Linked DNA regions of Macaca mulatta: region 1 is linked to region 2. Evidence: chromatin contacts called from public Hi-C data. All regions are on one chromosome and are shown on one strand. Each heading gives the region's core, a stretch centred on a gene start, on an enhancer-like site or on the middle of the called end of the contact. The rest is flanking DNA. Distances are from core to core; before and after follow the strand shown. Region 1 holds the start of MCL1 (MCL1 apoptosis regulator, BCL2 family member). Region 2 overlaps LOC144331481 (a long non-coding RNA gene).

The links. Hi-C and Micro-C count contacts between places; a contact is called where the count stands out from the background.
Region 1: a contact with region 2 is called in a Hi-C map of CD4 T cells, with 3 times the contacts expected there. The contact joins the promoter of MCL1 here to the enhancer-like site in region 2. A contact is called at or near these places in 4 of 14 Hi-C or Micro-C datasets (CD4 T cells, blood, fetal cortical plate and 1 more).

Annotation. Positions count from the first base shown.
Region 1 is chr1:116,544,888-116,549,223 of T2T-MMU8v2.0, reverse strand. It overlaps MCL1 (MCL1 apoptosis regulator, BCL2 family member), which reads right to left and starts at 2,330. Exons shown (of 3, transcript NM_001266501.2): 1 at 1,624-2,330; 2 at 1,026-1,273; 3 at 1-252. The coding sequence starts at 2,311. The coding sequence ends at 136.
Region 2 is chr1:116,500,742-116,505,156 of T2T-MMU8v2.0, reverse strand. It overlaps LOC144331481 (a long non-coding RNA gene), which reads right to left. Exons shown (of 2, transcript XR_013398749.1): 2 at 1-77. Among named protein-coding and RNA genes, the nearest start is that of ENSA, 16 kb to the right of the region's middle. Within about 2 kb of position 1,341, at least 18 of the 40 cell types and tissues checked have an H3K27ac peak or open chromatin away from gene starts, as enhancers often do. A contact at or near this core is called in CD4 T cells and blood, where this site is marked.

The sequences.
Region 1 (4,336 bases), core at 1,081-3,580, 43 kb before region 2:
TGCCACTTGCTTTTCTGGCTAGGTTGCTAGGGTGCACCTCTTGGAAGTTACAGCTTGCAGTCCAACTGCATAAACTGGTTTTGGTGGTTGGTGGTGGTGGTTGGTTAAAAGTCAACTATTGCACTTACAGTAAGGCTATCTTATTAGATATGCCAAACCAGCTCCTACTCCAGCAACACCTGCAAAAGCCAGCAGCACATTTCTGATGCCACCTTCTAGGTCCTCTACATGGAAGAACTCCACAAACCCATCCTACAAAACAAAAAAGACAAGCACATTTTCAAGTATGGGTTTCTGCTCTCTTAACAACACTACTATCCAGAAAAAAGGTAAATTAAAATATCTAAGGATCCCCCCTAAAACAACAGTAAACCAATTATTATTCACCCTGGGGCAAAAAAAAAAAAAAAAAAAAAAGACATTTCTAAGTTCTTCAGTTTCTTAAGTGGGCACCCATGATAGTTAAACTTCATTTTACAGTACTATCTTGGTCATATTAGGATTTATCCAAACCAAGGGACTTCCAGAGTTCCCATGAAGTAAAAGACTAAAACACTTATTCTCAAATCTCCACCACCTAATATTTCAGTAACACCTCAACTGCGAAGATCAGTTTTTCTCAACGTGGTTAAGTACATCCTGCATCAGATCTGGGTTTCTGTTTAAAACGCAAGGTCCACCCCGTATCTTCTCAATTAAAACAGGGAGCGCCTTAGGAATGTATTTCAGCTATCCTCCCCTGGTGACTTATTTCTTCATGGTTTGAATCCACTGAAGAGTATTCAACTGAACTGGAACAAAAAATAGCCTAGAGAAAACCAAGATTTTTGATACAATTCAAGACCGCCATACCACTATCTCTAAGGATCCACTACTTAAATCATTATCAAATAAACAATGGTCCTTTAGTTAGAGCCTGCAAACAGCCGTGCGTCATAAAAACCTTTAGATATCCCCACCTCTCTAAATAAATCCTTCATTCTACTTCCACTCCAAGTCCCCTTTCATCCTTAAGGAAAACTTACCCAGCCTCTTTGTTTAACTAGCCAGTCCCGTTTTGTCCTTACGAGAACGTCTGTGATACTTTCTGCTAATGGTTCGATGCAGCTTTCTTGGTTTATGGTCTTCAAGTGTTTCGCCACAAAGGCACCAAAAGAAATGAGAGTCACAATCCTGCCCCAGTTTGTTACGCCGTCGCTGAAAACATGGACCATCACTCGAGACAAAGATTTGACATCGTCTTCGTTTTTGATGTCCAGTTTCCGAAGCATGCCTGGGGAAGAAAAGCATGCAGGTCCTCACGGCCTCCTTTGTCTAAACCGGCGCAAGATTCGCCTGCCCACCCACGGCGGGAAAGTGGCTACTGGGATTTATAGAACTCAGGTCGACCCCACTTGGAATTGACATCCCACCCTTTCCGGTCTTTGAACAAGAGCTGCCATTTCCAAAAGAATCAAGATGGGCGGAAACAATGACTCAAGGCCAGAATATTCTGGTTTCAGGAATAGGATGAGACACGTTTCAACACTGACTCGTTTCGGTTTCCACCCACCCTCGGCGGGTGAGTCCAGGGAGAGATGGAAAAAAGGGAGTGAGGCCTTGGCGATTAATGAACCCCCTTACCTTGGAAGGCCGTCTCGTGGTTGCGCTGCACGCCATCCCCAACCCGTCGTAAGGTCTCCAGAGCCTTCCTGCTGGTGGCCCCAGACCTGCCCATTGGCTTTGTGTCCTTGGCGCCGGTGGCCTGCTCCCGAAGGTACCGAGAGATAATCTCCAGCGACTGCCGGTACAACTCGTCCTCCTCCTCCTCTGCTGGCGGCGGCGTCGAGGGTAGTGACCCATCCGTACTGGGGCTATTACCAGATTCCCCGACCAACTCCAGCAGGGGCAGGACAGCCGGCCGCTTCCCGAGAGGCTCCGGCTCGTACCCGTCCAGCTCCTCTTCGGGCGACATGATGGCGTCGGCGGCCGGGGCTTCCATCTCCTCAAGCGGCGACGCGCGGCGGGTGGGCGCAAAGAAAAGCAGCCTCGCGGGGCTCGCGGTGACGTCGGGGACCTCCGCGCCAATGGGCGGCGGCCGCGCGACCCTCCGGGCGTCTGGCGTGAGGGCGGCCGGGGGGCTTGCGCCGGCGCTTCCGCCAATCACCGTGCCGGCCTCCCCTCCCCCTATCTCTCGCCGGGCCGAGGCCTCCTTCTCCGTAGCCAAAAGCCGCCCTCCCGGAGGGGTGGCGCCGCCGCTGCCGGCCCCCAAGCCGGCCCCCCCACAGTAGAGGTTGAGTCCGATTACCGCGTTTCTTTTGAGGCCAAACATCGCCAGTCGCCGCCGCCGCCGCCGCCTGGCAAGAAAACTGGGGAAGACCCCGACTCCTTACTGGAAGGAAGCGGAAGTGAGAAGTGGCGAGGAGCTCCTTGATCACGGTTTTAGGGCGGCTAGTCCTACTGGGTGGCGTCAGCGAACTTTAATTTTTTTTAAAAAGTATTCCCATAAAAGGGGAAAGGGGCGGCAGCTTCCGGAGGGTTGCGCACGGCACCTACCGGCTGCCGGGCCGGGGCGGGGTCGGGGCCTGAGCGGGGCCTTCCGGTCTTCGGAGGTTCTGGGTGCCGGTTACGTAACGGCGGCTCCGAGCTCCTGGGCTCGAGCTCTTTCCATGAGCACCTCGGGCCTTCTAGTGGCTACCTCTGTGCTTCCCTGAGACCTGATTCGCGAGCCCCTTTTACTGGTTTTTGCCAGAGCTTTTTTACCAAATCAAAATTTCAACCATTGACTAACAGGGGTTGAAGGAAGAGGACGAGGAAGTTCAGTGATGGATAGGAACAACAGTCTTAGATGATAGGGATAATTAAGGGGGCATAGTTGGGAACTTGGAGTTATTTTGCACAGCTCTCAGTTCGATGTTTGGAAATGAGGATGCTCCATGTACTACCCTAAAGAACCATTTATATAAGTGGACTAAGCTAAAACTGCCACGGCTAAACTATTCCTGCCTCCCTGCTTGCTTCTTCCATCTCTGTTGCATAGTCTGGCGCTATTTACATATAGGCCTTACTCCATTAGCAACTCGTCTGAGAGTCTTGACAACATTTTTGTTTGTTTTGAGACAGAGTCTAGCTCTGTTGCCCAGGCTGGAGTGCAGTGGCGTGATCTCGGCTTACTACAAGCTCCACCTCCCACGTTCAGACGACTCTTATACCTCAGCCTCCCGTGTAGCTGGATTACAGGCGTGCGCCACCACAGCCGGCTAGGTTTTGTATTTTTAGTAGAGATTGGGTTTCACCATGTTGGCCAGGCTGGTCTCGAACTCGTGGCCTCAAGTGACCCGCCAGTCTCGGCCTCCCAAGGTGCTGGGACTACAGTTGGGAGCCACCTCGCCCGACTGATTATTGTATTTTTAGTAGAGACGTGGTTTCACCATGTTGGCCAGGCTGGTCTTGAACTCCTGGCCTCAGGTCATTCGCCTGCCTCAGCCTCTTAAAGTGCTGGGATTACAGGCGTGAGTCACTGCACCCGGTTGACACTATTTATTTTGGTGCTGATAGTAAGGCACATTTGACTCTAGAGGTTTGTAAAGCCCTTGGGAAAAAGGATCCTGTTATATGCCACGTATGTTAACATTAATTAAAGCAGCCTTTTTGTTAAAAGATCTGTAAAAATAATAGCTAAAATTCGAAAGCAAGGTGCTGAGAGACATAGGAAAGGTGAGCAAGCTCACTTTTAAAAAATTGTTTTGAGATGAGGTCTTGCCTTGTCACCCAGGCTGGAGTGCAGTGGCACCATCAGGGCTCATTGCTGCCTCAGCCTTCTGGGTTCCTGGGCTGAAGTGATTCTCCCACCTCAGCCTCGCGAGTAGCTAGGAACACAGGTGCATGCCACCAGGCTTGGCTAATTTTTTTAATTTCTTGTAGAGATGGGGTATCGTTATTTTGCCCAGGCTGGTCTTGAACTCCTGGGCTCAGGTGATCCTCCTACCTTGGCCTCCCAAAGTGTTGGGATTACAGGCTGGGCTCTGTGCCTCATGCTAGTAATCCCAGCACTTTGGGAGGCTGAAGTGGGTGGATTGCTTGAGCCCAGGAGTTCAAGACCAGCCTGGGAAACATGGCGAAACCCTGTCTCTACTAAAAACACAAAAATTAGATGGGTGTGGTGGTGCGCACCTGTAATCCCAGCTACTCTGGAGGCTAAGACAGGAGAACTGCTTGAACCTGAGAGACGGAGGTTGCAGTGAGCCGAGATAGTGCCACTGCACTCCAGCCTGGGCAACAGAGTGAGACTCGGTCTCAAAAAAAAAAAAATGAGGCCTGGCGCGGTGGCTCACGCCTGTAATCCCAGAACTTTGGG
Region 2 (4,415 bases), core at 92-2,591:
AACCATTTGAGGGGGGCCGAGCCTGGTGGCTCACACCTGTAATCCCAACACTTTGGAGGCCAAGGCGGGTGGATCACCTGAGATCAGGAGTTCAAGAACAGCCTGGCCAACATGATGAAACCCTGTCTCTACTAAAAATACAAAAAATTAGCCGGGTGTGGTGGCTACCCGGGAGACTGAGGCAGGAGAACGGCTTGAATCCAGGAGGCAGAGGTTGCAGTGAGCCAAGATTGCACCACTGCACTCCAGCCTGGGCAACAAGAGCAAAACTCTGTCTAAAACAAACAAAAAACCATTTGAGGGGGATATACCACAGATGCCTGCTTGTTCCCCTGGGGCCTGAGTCCCTCTCAGACTTTCACACCAAATATTTTTAGTTTACTTCTGACAGAAATAAATTCAAGCCAGAATCCAGATTTGCTGTGAAATCAGGTGGTTCTAGAGAATAGGATATTTTCCTATACCCTTCTTGATATAGGCAAAATTGCCCAACAGAGGCTGTGCAATCAGGCCAAGGACATGCTCCTCTTGGCCTTAGTTTCACCATTTGTTTTTTTTGTTTGTTTGTTTGTTTTTTTTGAGACGGAGTCTCGCTCTGTCGCCCAGGCTGGAGTGCAGTGGCCGGATCTCAGCTCACTGCAAGCTCCGCCTCCCAGGTTCATGCCATTCTCCTGCCTCAGCCTCCCGAGTAGCTGGGACTACAGGCGCCCGCCACCGCGCCCGGCTAGTTTTTTGTATTTTTTAGTAGAGACGGGGTTTCACTGTGTTCGCCACGATGGTCTCGATCTCCTGACCTCGTGATCCGCCCGTCTCGGCCTCCCAAAGTGCTGGGATTACAGGCTTGAGCCACCGTGCCCGGCCAGTTTCACCATTTGTAAAACGAGTATACTGAACTCAATGATCTCAAATGTCCCTTTAGTTCCAAAACTCTGTACTTTTGGATATTTCTTTTTTTTTTTTTTTTTTGAGACGGAGTCTCGCTCTGTCGCCCAGGCTGGAGTGCAGTGGCCAGATCTCGGCTCACTGCAAGCTCCGCCTCCTGGGTTCACGCCATTCTCCTGCCTCAGCCTCCCGAGTAGCTGGGACTACAGGCGCCCGCCACCTCGCCCGGCTAGTTTTTTGGATTTTTTAGTAGAGACGGGGTTTCACCGTGTTAGCCAGGATGGTCTCGATATCCTGACCTCGTGATCCGCCCGTCTCAGCCTCCCAAAGTGCTGGGATTACAAGCTTGAGCCACCGCGCCCGGCCTGGATATTTCTTTTAAGAAATATCCTGGGCTGTACAGTTTGGGTCTGTAGAAAAGGAAATGACTCAAATGCAATAGAGGAAGCCTAAGGATGACTCAGACTTCCCTAATCATAAACGACACTTCAGACGTGGACCTTAAGGTCAAACCAGGACTCATGATCACTATATGACTTTTCTTTTGTACATGTGAGCAGGTGGCATTCACCAGGGGTGACTTTATTGACAGTAAGTTGCCTCTGCCAAAAAACACCCTCATATGTCTGATGTTTGAATTTCTCCTATGCAGAGTTTTGTCTTCAGTTAAAAATGTAAATACTATTGTTTCCTGTTGGAGCTCAGAGAAAAAAAAAGGTAACTACTCTAGGATATGTATCAATTTGATGCTACTTTATTTTATTTATTGAGACAGGGTCTTGCTCTGTTGCCCAGGCTGGAGTGCAATGGTATAATCACAGCTCACTACAGCCTCAACCTCCTGTGCCCAATTGATGCTCCCACCTCAGCCTCCCATTGCTGGAACTACAGGCACACAACACGCCTGGCTAATTTTTTTTAAAATTTTTCAGACAGGGTGTCCCTACATTGCCCAGGCTGGTCTCAAACTCCTGTACTCAAGTGATCCTCCCACCTCAGCCTCCCAAAGTGATGGCATTATAGGCGTGAGCCATCTCACCCTGGCAAGTTGATTTTTAACAAAAGATAACAGCAAAACTCCAGATACATTAGCAAACTACTTTCACAGCTGGATGTGAAGAAACTCCCTTAGTTTTATTTATTTATACACAGAGTCTCACTCTGTTGCCCAGGCTGGAGTGTAGTAGTGCAAACACAGCTCATTTTCAGCCTTCACTTTCTGGACTCAGACTATCCTCCCACCTCAGCCTCCCATGTAGCTGGGACCACAGGCGCATGCCATCATGCATGGCTAATTTTTAAATTTTTTTGTAGAGATGGGGTCTCATTTTGTTGCCCAGGCTGGTCTCGAACTCCTGGGCACAAGCAATCTTCCCCTCCCAAAGTGCTCGGATTACAGGCATGAGCCACCACTTGGCTCCAATCTAAAATTTTATATTCTTGCTACAATGTGCTGAACTTCCAGGTTAATCATTTCTGCTTCTAAATCATCTGCTCTTTGACTTTATAAAGGGTTCTCTTAAAAATAGATAAATAATAAAGAAAGAAACAAATAATTCTCTTGACCAGAGTTTTTTTTTTTTTTTTTGAGACAGGGTTTTGCTCTTGTTACCCAGGCTGGAGTGCAATGGCGCAATCCTGCCTCACTGCAACCTCCGCCTCCCAGGTTCAAGACATTCTCCTGCCTCAGCCTCCCTGGTAGCTGGGATTACAGGCGAATACCACCACACCCAGATCATTTTTTGTATTTTTAGTAGAGAGAGAGTTTCACTATGTTGGCCAGGCTGGTCTCAAACTCCTGACCTTGTGATCCACCAACCCCAGCCTCCCAAAATGCTGGGATTACAAGTGTGGGCCACTGCGCCTGGCTTGACCAGTTTATCACCCCTTCCTTAGCCTATTTTCTTATCTAGCCATAATCAGAGAGATTCCTTACACAATCTTTCACCAGCACTTTCATCCCCTTGCTTCCTTCTTAGTATACTTTATCCATCTACAAATCACGACCCAGGATCTAAACAATAATGTCTTCCCTGCTCTTGTGCCCAGGGAGCTAGGTGCTTCTAGAGAAAATATCACAAAGATATGGATTGGCACATGTTTATGGTACCAATCTATTAGAACCTCAACATTGCTTGCTTCCTAATTACCCCCTTCCCACCTTTTTAAAGAGATGGGGTTTGGTTATGTTGCCCAGGCTGGAGTGCAATGGCCATTCACAAGCATGGTAATTGTGCACTGCAGTCTTGAACTCCTGGGTCAAGATCTTCCTACCTCACCCTCCCAAGTAGCTGGGACTATAGGCGTGTGCCACCACGCCTGGCTAATTTCATTTTTTGTAGAGATGAGTTCTTACCATGTTGTCCAGGCTGGTCTTGAACTCCTGGACTCAAGCAATCCCCCTGCCTCAGCCACCCAGACTGTCAGGATTACAGGCCTGAGTCATTGGGCCTAGCCCCTCCTCTCTTCTATGTCCTTTTATGTTTATACTTTTTACACTCCCACCTCTCTAACATCCTACTTTACAAGTCTGACTAAAACTGTCAGACAAGGACTCCTATAAATTACCTAGCCCCGGTCAATAACAAACAGCTGGGAGTTTACTGTTGTTATATTTTCACCTTGAGTCTCCAGCAGGATGAGGCATATATAGTCCTACCTGAGACCACTTTCTTCCTCAGTTGGCTTCCCAACTAGGCTAACCCCACACAGCTGGCACACGGTAAGTGCTCAGCAAATGTCTGCAGAAGTAGACCATGTAACTAAACGATATCCACCTGTGCTCATTTCATCTCCTTTCTCTTCAGAACCCTGCTTTTTGGCTATCTTTCTCTAATGAGCTCCAGGTTTTACTTATTCCTTTCACTGTTTCAATAAATATACCTCAATTGCTGCCATCCTAAAACAACCACAAAACCTCTCCACATTACTTAGTTCTACAAGCCAGATTTCGCCTCTACAAATCCACTGAAATTGGTCTCAAAAAGGTTACTAACTGCCAAATCAAATGGATACTCAAGTCCTTTTTCTTTTGTATTTGATTTTTGGGTTTTTTGTTGAGATGGAGTCTTGCTCTTGTAGCCCAGGCTGGAGTGCAATGGTGCGATCTTGGCTCACTGCAACCTCCGCCCCCTGCGATAAGTGATTCTCCTGTCTCAGCCTCCTGAGTAGTAGCTGGGATTACAGGCACCCGCCACCACGCCCAGCTAATTTTTACTATTTTTAGTAGAGACAGGGTTTCATCATGTTGGCCAGGCTGGTCTTGAATTCCCAACCTCAGGTGATCCCCGCCTACCTCAGTCTCCCAAAGTGCTGGGATTACAGGCATAAGCCACCGTGCCCAGCCCTGTCTACTCTTCTTTATACCCACTGTCATCACTTTCCTTGGTTCCTAACCATCTCTCACCTGAAATATTGTAGCAACATAATAAAGTGTCTTACAATTCAACTAGCCCATGATAATGGTTTACTGAGTGGAGTATGGAATTTCCACTTAGGTGTTACTTCACCTGAGTTACTTCAAACTTCACCAT